4 separate regions of the Mus musculus genome follow, and all the other regions are linked to region 1. A link is a contact called in public Hi-C, Micro-C and promoter capture Hi-C data. All regions are on one chromosome and are shown on one strand. Each heading gives the region's core, a stretch centred on a gene start, on an enhancer-like site or on the middle of the called end of the contact. The rest is flanking DNA. Distances are from core to core; before and after follow the strand shown.

Region 1 (3,318 bases), core at 356-2,855:
CTTTACAAGTGGCATGTACTCTAGGCTATTACAGGAAGGCAGCAACAGCCGATACCAGTCCAGATCTGAACTCTTCTAAAAACTGATAGGTCAACGTTGAGATTACCGTAAAAGAAATCTGGAATGTGTTAAAACTAACAGTGATGTTTTACTGCAATGGAACACAGTAAGAAATGGTGAGGTTTTACTTAAACGGGAAGAAGTAACGGCGTTCACGAAACGTGAAAGAACCATAGCTGCCTGGCTCATACCTGGTTTTCTGAACCGGGATTCCCTCTAAGAGAGAAGCAAGTGAGCCAAGTATCCCTAAGAGGTGTCGCGTCCTGGGTCTTGTCTGTACTGAGACTGAACAGACTTTTCCATCGAAAAACGTAAGTCACCGTCGGTCTAAGTAAACTGCCCCAGTGTATCCCCTGCGCCCTGGGGAAATCAGTAACAACACGCCCACCCCCACCCCCTCTTCCTTCTTTCTAGGTGAGGAAAACAAGCTCCTGGTTGCTGGAGTGCAAAGCCTGTGTTCTCACAATAGGGTTCAAGGTGTGTGTGGACTGACTCGCAGCACCCTTGTCTCTGTGGGAGGTTCAAAGTCCGCAAACCAGAGGACCGCACTATCTAGACAGCATCAAAAGAACACTCAGCTCTGGGAAGAAGGCTTTCAAGTTCCCAAAGAAAGTCTGGAAGCCACCATGGTCTCAGGTCTGGGACACCTGGCGGAGCAAACTTTCGCTGCCCTTTGACCACAAAAACATCCTCAACTCAAGCTGGGTCGTGGGGGTAGGGAGTAGGGTAGGGGACCATTAGCTAGACGAAAGGCTGTTTCTCAAAAAGTTCGGAATCGGCGATTGGGTAAAAGTTAGGTGACGGCGATGCCTAAAAGAAACAAAGCAACTGCGAGAAAGGGGGGGCATCCTTCCCTAGCACTCCAGACACCCTTCCCTGGCTGCCCTGGGCCCTCGCAGAGCTGTGGACTGGAGGTCCAGGGCACGAACCCCACACCGGCTCCGAAGTGCACCGGTCCTGCGCACTGCCCGGAAGATCCCAATCCCCCGGGCAGAGGGCCGGGAACAAAGGGTGGGGCGCACGGCCCCCGCCTCTCCGCCCAGCCACCCGCCCTCAGGAGTCGGACCCCAGCCAGCGGCCGCGCCTCATTAACAACACAAAGCCAGGGGTCGGCGGCCCCTTTCATCCTGTCCGGGACCTGCAGACGCGCGCCCGGGGATCCAGACGCAGGATGAGCGGCTAGAAAAGCTGAGAACCCCGTTGCTCGCGGATCCGGCGTCCAGCGATCCCCGCGGTCCCCGCTCGCCTGCGCGCGAACACCTGTGCGCGCGGCGCGCCCCCAGGTAACCTGGAACCCGGAGAAGCCTTCGCCTTACCCTCCAGCCACAGGTGTCCGCGCCCCTCGCGCGGCCGGAGCCGCCCGCGGCCACTGCCAGCTGCGAGCCGTTGAGACAGGCGTTGACAGTGAAGAAGAAGGAGCAGAGCTGCAGCCACGGGGCCATGGCCGTACGCTCGCCCAGTTGGGCCGGTCTCCGCTAGGTTGCTGCCTGTAGCTCGCTCTCTAGTCCCGAGTGGGCGGCGGCGGTAGCGGCGGCGGCCGAGGCTGGCAGCCCTCACCGGGCATGCGCTGCCGGGCTTCGCCCCTCCTCTTTCCTCCAGGTTCCGCCCTCAATCTCAGCTTTCCGTCCTGGTTCTGATCCTGTAGCCCGGCCCTTCGGTCTTGGCCCCGCCCCAATGCACAGGAGACTCTGGCTTCCACCGGAGATTGACACAGCAGGAGGTTCAGCACTAAGGGATTTTTTTTTTTTTTTTAATCCAAAGGATTTGTCCAAATGACTTCTCCATGCAAAAACTTGGGGCGAATCAAAGAATATAATAATAGTAATTTTAAAATTAATGATTTAATAAGTACTTGCTTTTCAAATGTCAAGTTCCTTCTTGCACCCTACCAATGAAATGACAAGGAAATGTCATAATAAAGCCTCTAGGGAAATCCTGTCTCTACATTTACTCCTGGGACCCAGGACAAATTATTTGCTTCCTCCAAAGTGCTGTTCCCAGTAAGACGAAATGAAGAACAAGACTCTTCATCCAGGGAGAGTTCTGTTAACATGTAGGAAGCAATCAATAAAGGCTACAACCACGAACTGACTTTCATAAGGTCACATAGCCTTGCTGGATGGACAAATCGACAGTTATGAAAAAAAAGATAAAGATTGAGTCAAGACGGGCGGTGGTGGTGCGCACCTTTAATCCCAGCACTCGGAAGGCAGAGGCAGGTGGATTTCTGAGTTAGAGGCCAGCCTGGTCTACAGAGTGAGTTCCAGGACAGCCAGGGCTACACAGAGAAACCCTGTCTCAAAAAAAAAAAAAAAAAAAAAGAGTTGCCTTGGCCATGGTGTCTCTTCACAGCAATGGAAAACCCTAAGACAGCCACAGTGGGTAGGCACCTGTCCTCATCGTGGGGTCACGAGGTCCACAGAAGACTGCCCTTCCAGATGAGCTTTCTCTGAGTAGATGCAAGAAGCACACTGCTCCTTGCAAGAATCTGCAAGTCAGAGCTTTTCTCCCACGCTCCTTTAAACTCTAGGCATTCAAAGTCCCCTTAGCAAAGGCTGTCCAGGCTCAGAGCTGCCACAGACTGAGATATTGTCAGGATGGATGACCTAGCTTTTGGTGAAAAACTAAGACAACCATGAGGTTATTGGCTCCTTAATCTACATGCACTCCTGCCTTGATGTGTTCCATAACTTACTAATCAATCCAGGCCCAGTGTTTTTGTTATAATCAGTGATTTTAAAATACCCCCACACGTTTATCTCCCTCTCTCTCTAAATTTTATTTTATTGTTTTATGTTTTATGTGAGCATTCTATCTGCATGAACACCTGCAGGCCAGAAGAGGGCATCTGATTCCCATTATAGATGGTTGTGAGCCATAATGTGGTTGTTATGAATTGAACACAGGTTTTAATGACTAGAATCCAAGAATCATTTTTTAAAAAAAGGAAAAACCTCAAACCCTACTAAAGTTCTAAATAAAACTAAACTTAGTAATAGATGTGTGTGTGTGTGATTTTTTTTTTTTTTCAGTACTGGGGATCAAACTAAGGCCCCTCTGTGTGCAGGGCAACCAAACCCCTCTACCCCTGAGCCAAACTCTCGGGCCTCTCTCTCTACCCTTTAAGGTCATATTTATTGCAAGGCTTTTGTTGTTGTTAGTAGACTAGTTTTCTTTGTGGTGGTGGTAAGGACTCAGGACGCTAGGCAAGCTTTCTACCCTGGCCTAAGACTCTTCCCCACCCCAGGCTCTTGGGAT
Region 2 (3,318 bases), core at 295-2,794, 210 kb before region 1:
CAGTTTGCTATCACTCTGGATCAATTTCTCTATCTCTCAGTTCAGGGATTTGAACCAGATGGCTTCTAGCATCTCCTTCTCATACGATAGCACGTGGCCAAGGACACTGCTGGCTGGGAGAGGAAAGGCAAGGAGGCTGACAGAGACTGGAAAACTTTCAGGAAAAGCCTGAGGTTCTCCACTTACCTCAAAATTGCCAATAACAATAATCCTTCTACCAGCAGTGTGTGTGTGTGTGTGTGTGTGTGTGTACTGAACAGACCACAAAAGGGATATCTGTTTATGGTAGATCTGGAAGAGAGGCTTTGAAGTCACGCCCACAAGCTTTCCTGTGGACGTTGGAAACTTCCAGAACCCTGCTTGTGTTGGTAAAGAGACGCAAGGATGCTTCAGACAAGATGAGACCTAAATCTGCAGGAAGCAGAGCAAAGTGAAAGCATGGAGCCTTTGGCCCCAAAGTGATGACGTCTCAAGACAACTAAAGTAGAATAGACCAAGCACGTGACCTCGCTGGGAATAGGTTCCAGTCAGGTTATACTGGCTGCAGGTTGGCTTCAGGCTCACAGAAGCCTCAATGCCTCAGGCTGGGGCCTTTCCCCAAGCTCACGTCGGGCATTAGACAAGGTATGATTTATTCTTTAGGAATGGCCTACAAGCATCTAAGACCAGCTCAAAGAGAAATTCTATCTAAAGGAAATATAGTATCTCAATTTTTATATTCCTTCTTCACTCAGGGAACCAGAATAGAGAACATATTTCCTGTTGCATGCACACACACACACACACACACACACACACACACACACACACGTTTCATTAAGGCAAAGAGAGGTGAGGTACTGGAAGGGAGGAATTAAAACAGGATATCACTCATGCCTGCAGGGTCTCTCACATAAAACTGAAAGAGGACCAGAGATGCTGGGGGTGTTCTCAGCTTCCAGTTAAGTTGCAAATGTGCGGCCAGCACCACAGCACCCCACCTTTAGGGACACACGCTACACTCAGAGAGCAACTCTCCTTTCTGCCTGGCCTGTAAAAAGATGCTGGAATCACAGATCTGCTCCTGGGTTCATCCACTGGAGCACTGCATTCTGGCCAACAGACAGGAAGAAAGCCTGTTTTATAGTTAGCCTTGAGTTACTGCCTCCAGAGCAGTGGATCTCAACCTGTGTGTTGAGACCCCTTTGTGTGTAGGTGTGGGGGGCAGTGGTAAAGGACCCTGTCACAGGGGTTACAAATCAGATATCCTGCATATCAGATATGTACATCATGATTCATAACAGTAACAGGATTACAGTTATAAAGTAGCAACAGAATAATTTAATGTATCTAAGGACCGCAGTGTGAGGAAGGTTGAGAACCACTGCTCTAGGGTTTGGCAGTCCCCAGGAGTCCTCAGAGCACAATCTTTTCACTGTCCTGAAGAGCTTTCTCACAGATATAAACATGTTGCTTCCACTTCCTTCAAACCACCTATGACTCACAAACTTCAATCTGCCAAATGCCCAATCAGGCTTGTGTCTAAAATCTGTCACCACTGGGTGTCTACGGTGACACCTATGACTTATCATGGAACCTACCACACACCCATGACTTAGGCCCAGCCTTCCTCCTGCTAGGCCTCCCATGCATCTTTTATGACTCAGTCTGTGGGTCCTGGTTTAGAAACCCTCCCTGAGTCACTCCAAGTTTTCTCCTTTCATATTTAAAAATATGAAAAAGATATTTATATTTTTAATAGATAATACAATGCATTGGGGTGTTGGGGCATTTTTTGCTAACCATTTTGGGTCCCTGCCCACCCAAGGGAAAAGGGTGAGACATAGTTTCATATAGTCCAGGCTGGTCTTGAACTCTTGACTGCCTAATCTTCTGCCTCTGAGATTACAGGTGTGAGCCATACTGCTTGGCCAAATGCATGGGATTAAGTTGTAATACATAGCATACAATGACAGGGACACCTCTCTCCTACCCCAGCTGTCCTGTTCTCTCCTGGGAGACAACCTCTGCAGTGAGTTCCTTCCAAATTCTTCCAGAGTTGCTTCAACATAAAGCCGCAAGCAATTCACCCAAATAGTGGCAGCCCTTCTACTGTAGCTTGAAAACCTTCCATGCTAACAAACCATCAAGCCAACACAGATGGCTTCATCTCTTCAGTAGCTGCAAATCATAAACACACACACACACACATATACACAGACATATATACACATACAGAGACATACACACACACACACACACACACAGACATATACACACACACAGAGACATACACACACACACACACAAAGAGACATACACACACAGACAGACAGACAGAGACATACACACACAGACACACAAACACACAGAGACACACACACACACAGAGACACACACACACACAGAGATACACACACAGACACACACACACAGATACACACACACACAGATACACACACAGACACACACACACGCACACATGTAAGTGCTTGAGACAGGGTTTCTCTATGTAGCCTTGGCTGTCCTGGAACTCACTCTGTAGGCTAGGCTGGCCTGGAACTCAGAGATCCACCTGCCTCTGCCTCCTGAGTAATGGGTGCCACCATGCCCCGCCCAACAACGCAGATTTCTAATGCACTTACTCACTGAAATCTGCACTAGCTGACATGTTTGTGGCTACAGAAGATGGTCTACATGATCAGTCCCTGTGCAAGACAGAACACTGCAGTAATATCCAGGCTAAGTGCTTAGCCCTGCCAGACTATACCGGGAGAGCCCACTGCAATTCATACTCCTGCCGACCAAAGTATGGACCAGCCTGCCATTCTCACCCACAGTGTTATCTATATTTAAAATCCCCACCAAGTCTCAAAGTGAGAAATGAGAGTTTGGTCCGGTTTAAATTGACATTCTTCTGAGGTGAAACCTCTAGAGTTCTGCTATACTATATAGTAGTCAGGAAGTACATGCAGCCATTCAGATCTATAATCTAATCCAGTAAAACGAAGAAAGAAAAAATGTGCCCAGCTCCTTCACTGCACTAGCCAGTTTCAAATGTTCAATGCCACATTTGTGGCTGCTGCCCTCCATGTGAGTCAGGATGGGTTCTCCAGGTGGTCCCACACTAAACCTGGACTGGCTGCTGTGGCCCATGTGCACTGACCAGACATTTGAAATGTGGCTGGTCTCAGTTGACCTGTATATCTGAAAGACAGTGTTTTTAAAAAATTATATATATATATATATATATATATATAATTATAAAATATATAATATAAAACAACTATAAAATTATATAATTTATACATAATTATATAAATTACATAAAAATATATA
Region 3 (3,318 bases), core at 457-2,956, 190 kb before region 1:
AGGTTGCGGAACCTAGACCAAGGAAGGAGACCACTAGCGGAGGGGTGGGGCTTCAGGGCTATCTCAGCCAATCCTCCCCTTCCCCAAGTTTCTCTGCTTCCGGGTCCACCAGGCTAGGAACAGCCTCTATCACGTGCTCCCACGGCCACAGCCTGGGTGATTCTTCTGTACCATCATTACCACGAGGGACTGGAACCCACTGAAACAGTAAACCAAAACCAGAACCTTCCCTGCCTTAAGTTGTCTTTGTCTGATGCGGTCGCAGCAACCTAGAAATAATACAGATGCCCAGGGAACTGCTCTACAGTCTTGCCCGTGCGGGAGCTTTTGCAAAGCGGCCCTTTTGATTTCTATCTTCGAACACGAGCCTCCTCCATGCAGCTCTTCCAAGGCCTGTCAAGTCCTCTTGGTTAGCCTCGCCGTTAAAAGTGAACCCCTTGCGGGTTACTGACCTCCGCTCGGTTCTTTGGAAGAGAAAAGGTTTACACGAATGGAGCTGATCTCTATCAGCCAGAGAACTTCCTTACTTGGAAATGGCACTTACTATTTGTCAGTCTACTGCCAAATCAAGTTACGAGTGGAAAGGCCGAACGTGGGGGTGAGGATGGCATTTTTGAAGCTTCTACTGAATAATAATAACCAGGAGGATTTTTAAGAAGAAATTTGCTTAGGTCAGAAAAACAACTTTACGTTTTAATGTTCTGGGTCAAACTATGTAACAAAGCAAAAGTCATTTTTACTACAAAGTTTCTCCTCCGTTTTTTCAGGTATACTTAAAACAATCAGGGCATTTCTTTCATGTGTGTGTGTTCCTTGACCCACATAGGGCAATCACTTCTCTCCTTCCTCCATAATGTGGGTTCTGTGTACGAAACCGGGGCAGTCAGGCTCCCTCGCCTTTACCCACTGAGCCATCTCCTCAGCCCCTCCCTCCCTATAGTAACTTTAGCTACAGCCGCCTGCCAGGGCTAGGAAAAGCAGTAAGATGTGATGGGCTGGGCCCGGTACTGCTTGGTAAGACACTTCACTTCTGCAACCTGAGTTTTCTCATGTGTAGAACACATGTAATGGTGCCTTCCTTTCTCAACAACGTGTGGGAAGTCCTACAGGACACTGACTGACGTGTGTGAAGGCAGAGCAAACCGTGTAAGGACACCAGGGGTCCTCACATTCTATTTTTGTATAGGTTTAAATATTTCTGTTACTTTTAAAAAAAAATATTTTTACTTCTTTTCAAAGTGAAGAAAATGTATCCTCTTTTAAATTCTGTTTGATTCTGATCTGCTTGTTTGTGGTGGGGTCTAATGTGATAGCCCAGCATGGCTTTGCACTTGGAATTCTCCTGCCTCGACCTTTTGGGCACCCATATTTATTCATCACTGTGTCCATCTGAAGAGTTCAAGAATTCTACAAAAACATCCTCAAGAAAATACCAAGATATTAAGATGCACTCTGTCTCCATGATGCACAGCACCCTGATAGTCTAACAGTAAAGTACTTTTCTCCTTTTTAAAATGTGTGATTGGGTGCATCTGAAGAATAAAAATTGCTACTTTCACCTCCTTAAATCAGAATTGTAAAGGAGTCACCAATACTGGGAAACAGCACACCAGCCGGATGCTGGGGAGAGGTCTAAGTGTCTACACAAGGGATAATGCCGTCCTTACTGGAGGCCTAGCACCTGCTCCCACATAGGCCTCTCCCAGGACGCTGCCTCTTTAAGAGAGACTTCCTGGTGAGGCAGAGATTTCCGAATGCAGCTTCCTGGAGACCACATACATAAACAATAAACTCTGCTGAAGAACTGCAAATAGACAATACAGCCCATGCTGCGGCTGGAGCGGCTGGAACACGAACCAATTATGAGGGCTGACAATAGCCAGGGCATTCCATGAGGAATGCAGATCTGTGATAAACACAGGGAAACAAGTTACCCAAACACTATACACCTGCACGCAGTGAACGGATTTTTAAAAACACGGAGCCTGACCTCTCATACCAGAGAGAAATGGTTGCCTCCAGAGTCAGGGCTGTTTTTTAAATTATCATCGGCCAGGAAGAAAGCAGCCAAAACTCTTCTCAGAGCCCCGCCACACACTAAGTGCACACTCAAGAGAACACGTGTTTCCAGGCTGACCGGCGAGGCCTGGGACATCTCTAACAGCCAAGCGTGTGTGGGGTTGCCCTATAGTTGAACTCCCTTCCTGGGCCTGGGGAGCCCCCAGCTCAGAAACCAGAGCCCAAGTCCTACTAAAGAAGACAAACACTGCCCACTCATTTCCCAGCCTTCCTTGAAGCCAGAGCACCGGAGTACTAGCCAGGCTCAGCCAATTAGGTACTGCCATCGGAGGCCTAGGTCAGGAGCTGGGAGGCGGGGCAGCCAGGACACTGCAGGGCTAGTTGTGTGGGGGTCATAGGGGATCATCGTTAGCAGGGGTTGTGAGGGCAGATTGGAAGCTATGTTTTATTGTCAGGGCCGGGGTTATAAAAGTGACATCTTCCCCACCCAGAGACAGGTGTCCTTAGGACAATTGTTAGTGGTGTTATCTGGGGCTGTTCCTGATTTCCTGATCCTTCCCAGTCTCTGTGAGCGAGCGAGCGAGCGAGCGACCAACCGTGAATTCACTTTCTATTTAACAGAACTACATCTCTTGCTAAGGGGCTAGTTCCTGAACACAGTTCTGTGAGGCAGTCCCGAAGTTAAGAGCACAGAGTAGCTCTGAGCTCCAGTATGGAATGGCTTCTCTCACACTTACACTGCCTCCTGACCTTATGCCCTGTATCGGTTGGTCTCTGATTCCTCCTGGACTTTATCTTCTTCTGCCTTCCTTCCCCACCCCCACCCCCAGCCCCAGCCCCCAATCTGAGGTCACACGGCCTGTTTCTCATCAGGCTCCTTCCTGTCTCCGGGTCTGTGCACCTGCTATTCCTCTTCAGGAAACTCCACCCCAGCTCGTCACAGAGCAGGCAGCATCCTCACTGTGTAACATCAACTCATGGGAGGCCCCGACCGACCAACAGACAGACCAGGCTGTCCAAAGGACTTTGCTCCCCACCCCAGCTCTTAGTTCCCTGTCAAGATACCTGTTGATTTCCTTTGCAGAACTTACCACATCCTGTGATTAATTCATTTCAGATGACAGTAGCAAACACCACTGCCTGGGGACCTTCTACTCGCCAGACGGCAGGCGAAGTTCCCTTGATTCCAGGCTACTCAGTGATTTCATAGAGGTTACTGACACTCTCTAGGCTCAGAAAGGTTAAAGGAGTTGTCCCAAGAGCTAGGCTTGCCAGAGATGAACAAAAACTTAACGTGGA
Region 4 (3,318 bases), core at 556-3,055, 170 kb after region 1:
TAACAAATACTGAGTTTTCTAGTGGAGTCAGTTCTATGATATGTGAGTTCAGCCTTCAAAACACACAGGACAAAGCAGTAACTCCACAAGGCAGAGGACTGACTCTAGTGCCCACCAGAGAGCCCACCAGCAAAGCAAATGGGTGTGTCCAGAAGAATATTATTGGGCCAGTTCAGGAGTCTTTTGTTCTTCAAGAAGAAATTACCCTTAGTTTACTATAGCTTCTTAGCTTTATAAGCTTATACAACTTTCAAACTTTTAAACATGTAGCTTATATAGACATTGTACAGCATCCTAATTCTATATGCTTTCTGCATTTAAATATTAAAAATTTTATTTAGGATTTATGAAACAAGGTCTCCCTCTGTGGTCCAAGCTAGCATGGATTGCATAGTGGTTCTCCTGACTCCTCATTGCTGAGATCGCATTTTCTATAACAAGATCCAGAAACTCGAGTTTTCCCCCTTAGTCTTTCAACTCTGGCTAGAACTGTAAAAAAAAAAAAAAAAAAAAATTCCACTTCCCTTTGCCTTTTTCTGTCTCAACATTTTCAGTACAGCCACAGAGCAAGACTGAGATTCCAGTTCCACCATTTTCACAGTTAAGGGGCCCTTCCTAGACTACAGTGTCATTATGTAACATGAAGCTGTTGTATTTAGGACTGGTACATCATAGACCGCATTTTATCTGGATTTCAATTTTTTTTTTTTACCTTATCAGGCCTTAGACATCGAAGAATTATTATTTTCTGCAGTTCGTTCAGCGTCTTATCCATTGGTTCTGGAAATTTCATATTGTGCGGCTCTTTGCTGTCATAGATTTCCTCCCACAAATATATGTAATTACAAAAATGCTCCCTAGTAGAAAAAAATGATTGCGTTTTCACTGAGAAATATTCTAAGAGATGACTGAGCAAGGGAAGGAATAAGGCAGCCAGGGGACCTTGTTAAAGTCACTAGACTGCAGGAGAGTTTCTTGAGGAAGGCAGAGAATGTGCTCCATCTAGGAACACACAGAGAGAAGTTTCTGGAGGAGAGGGAACAGAAGCTGGGACCCTTGGACCAGGCAGCAGAGTTGTAGTGAGAGTTGGGGCCTGGGTCTCCTACAGCCTGCAGGACGCTGGCCCCGGGGGTGACAGACACGGCTGACTTCATTCAGCGGTGAGTTGTTTCCTGCCAAATGCACCATAGGGTTGTTTCAGTCCTGAAAAGACAGGCCTCTTTTTCTTGCTCTCTGATATAAGCATTTTAGTATCTCCACAAAAGAAGAGCACCATGTATGAAGAAATGGAGAGAGATGGGCAGAAAAACAACCGAAGCTTTTTTCTTTTTCCCATTGTCATCAATGACTAGTCCATATGCTCTGAGTTAGAAAGGCCCAGGGTCAGATCCCAGGCCTCTCTGTTCTGGTAAGGGACCAGTTTTACCTCACACTGACAGACATTGCCACAAAGAAGAGACTCCGAGGCTATCAGTTGCCTAAAGGTCTCTATGTTCATTACACACGAACGTCAACGCCTCTGTTTCATCAACTTGAAATACATTCCGTGTTCTGGGTGTTACTGGGTCACTTGGATGCCAGCGCTCTGTTGTACTAGCAGATCACCGTCAGGTACTTTACTGCTAGCTGGGGATTAAAAACCTTAAAACAGGGTAAAGCAACTGAAAACAGATTGCCATTTAGGATTTAAATGAAGTGGGTTTGAACTTCCAGCAGCAGCGAGACCATTTCAGGTCTGAGAAGTGTCATGGCTCTAGAAACCAAGAGCAGATGTGAGAGCAAGCTGCCGGTCTGGGCGTGTCCAGACCAGCAGGTCTCAGAAACAAAGACTGGAAAGTGCTTGCGGAATGAATTACCATCTAAGTCTGAGTTAGGAACAGGTCCCCTTTGCCTGTGGTAAAAGATGAGTCCTGGGGGGGCTGGGTCTAGGGATCGGTTGTCCCAGTACAAAGGCCATAAGCAATAGGCAGCCTGCTCAATCCGGCCTCGGCCTGCGTTCTGAAGCTTAAAGTCATAGGATGCCAGCTGAATGCAGGCATGCAAATGAAGTGAAGAAAATAGGTCCAATCAGGGAAGAGAAATTGAACCTAGGGGAGGGGGACACACTCTGAGGTCAGCAAGTGCTCCTTGTTAAACTTGTTAACACTTCCCTTGTTAAAAAGTTCCAGTTGCCAGGGTGCTTCTCTCAGGCTGCCCGCTGTTTCCCACTAGGGGGCGTTCACTCGGCCGAAGTTTTTCGTTTGTGTGTTTGGTTGCTTCTAGCTGTTGCTGCCACTGAGTTAACAGCTACCAACAGCCCACTCTGATTCTTTTGCCCACAAGGTTTGAGCCTTCTTGCTGTCAGAGGCTGTTGGAAAGCTCTGTGTTGGGAATAGGAGGTTGTGAGCAGACAGAACACCTCTACCTGTGATGTTGTTACCTTCCAGAATGTAAAGTATAACAGGTTGTGTTTCTATTATGGTGACTTAAATGTTAGCTTCAAGGATACAGGGTTAAATAAAAGTTGCTTTGATTTCTTATAATGCAGGAGCGATAACCTGTGAAACGTTTATGAAAAAGACCCTTGGAAACTGATTTTGAGAATCTATTGACTCCCCACTTGGGCCTAAGTAACCTAACTTAGTCACAATAAATATCTTGCCTTCAGTTTATTATGCCTGTCTCTTTTACTTTGGGTCACCTAATTACTTCTGCAGATCTTCCTGTAAGTAACTCACAGTGTCCGTCTAACCCTACGTCAACGCTTCAAGGCAGAAAGCGCAGACGTGAGTTATAGTTCTAAACCCGCAGTCACCTTCTGTGCCTTGGAGGCACAGAGCCTCAGCGGGATGAACTCCTGCCTCCCAGATGGAGGCACATGAGGACCGGGCTGCATGGTGAAACAGGGATTGGTGGGTGCCGTAGAACAGGGACCTTGGTTCCTCTGCTTGGGCGGAAGCTGGAAACAGCTTTGGTTCTGTTCTGGCCAGAAGCTAGAAATGGCAGGAAAAGTAGGCTGGGCTTTTTGTCTTGCTTTGGTCTCTATCTTTTCTCCTAAATGCACATTTTTGCCTGGAAACTTTGTGAGGTCGTGACTGAAGTCTGAGAGCATCTGGACAGCACCGAGGCTGAGGAGACTGAGCCCCTCAACCCCAGTGCCTCACCCCAGTTTCTTCTACAAGCCGGATAAAATCCCCCATGGCCACTCCGTCAGCAGCAGCCTGTTCCCTGGGCCCTGCTTCTGCTGTGCAGGACCCTGCCCTCTCTCTTTATGCTAAGCTCCTGCCTATGGTCTCCACTAAAACTTCTAAAGCTCGTCCTCTGGGGCTCAGGAATTTC

The links. Promoter capture Hi-C pulls out the DNA fragments that hold promoters and counts their contacts. A called contact is a pair of places that touch in the nucleus more often than the background predicts.
Region 2: a contact with region 1 is called in a promoter capture Hi-C map of trophoblast stem cells, with 2.3 times the contacts expected there. The contact joins the enhancer-like site here to the promoter of Il17rd in region 1. A contact is called at or near these places in 1 of 39 promoter capture datasets (trophoblast stem cells), 1 of 484 Hi-C or Micro-C datasets (embryonic stem cells) and 1 of 115 datasets of contacts at active chromatin or transcription factors (embryonic stem cells).
Region 3: a Hi-C map of the N1E-115 cell line shows a contact between it and region 1, with 2.6 times the contacts expected there. The contact joins the enhancer-like site here to the promoter of Il17rd in region 1. A contact is called at or near these places in 3 of 484 Hi-C or Micro-C datasets (the N1E-115 cell line, embryonic stem cells and uterus), 2 of 115 datasets of contacts at active chromatin or transcription factors (embryonic stem cells and memory CD8 T cells) and 1 of 9 other capture datasets (pancreatic islet).
Region 4: a Micro-C map of embryonic stem cells shows a contact between it and region 1, with 2.3 times the contacts expected there. The contact joins the enhancer-like site here to the promoter of Il17rd in region 1. A contact is called at or near these places in 3 of 484 Hi-C or Micro-C datasets (the G1E-ER4 cell line and embryonic stem cells) and 2 of 115 datasets of contacts at active chromatin or transcription factors (both in embryonic stem cells).

What each region holds. Positions count from the first base shown.
Region 1 is chr14:27,037,288-27,040,605 of GRCm38.p6, reverse strand. It overlaps Il17rd (interleukin 17 receptor D), which reads right to left and starts at 1,605. Exons shown (of 13, transcript NM_134437.3): 1 at 1,377-1,605. The coding sequence starts at 1,502.
Region 2 is chr14:27,247,572-27,250,889 of GRCm38.p6, reverse strand. It overlaps a transcript of Arhgef3 not described here. Among named protein-coding and RNA genes, the nearest start is that of Gm34848, 17 kb to the left of the region's middle. Within about 2 kb of position 1,544, at least 55 of the 459 cell types and tissues checked have an H3K27ac peak or open chromatin away from gene starts, as enhancers often do. A contact at or near this core is called in trophoblast stem cells, where this site is marked.
Region 3 is chr14:27,229,354-27,232,671 of GRCm38.p6, reverse strand. It overlaps a transcript of Arhgef3 not described here. Among named protein-coding and RNA genes, the nearest start is that of Gm34848, 35 kb to the left of the region's middle. Within about 2 kb of position 1,706, at least 163 of the 459 cell types and tissues checked have an H3K27ac peak or open chromatin away from gene starts, as enhancers often do. A contact at or near this core is called in the N1E-115 cell line, memory CD8 T cells, pancreatic islet and 1 more, where this site is marked.
Region 4 is chr14:26,866,313-26,869,630 of GRCm38.p6, reverse strand. Dnah12 (dynein, axonemal, heavy chain 12) reads right to left here. Exons shown (of 75, transcript NM_001370884.1): 63 at 713-857. Among named protein-coding and RNA genes, the nearest start is that of Asb14, 27 kb to the left of the region's middle. Within about 2 kb of position 1,805, at least 18 of the 459 cell types and tissues checked have an H3K27ac peak or open chromatin away from gene starts, as enhancers often do. A contact at or near this core is called in embryonic stem cells, where this site is marked.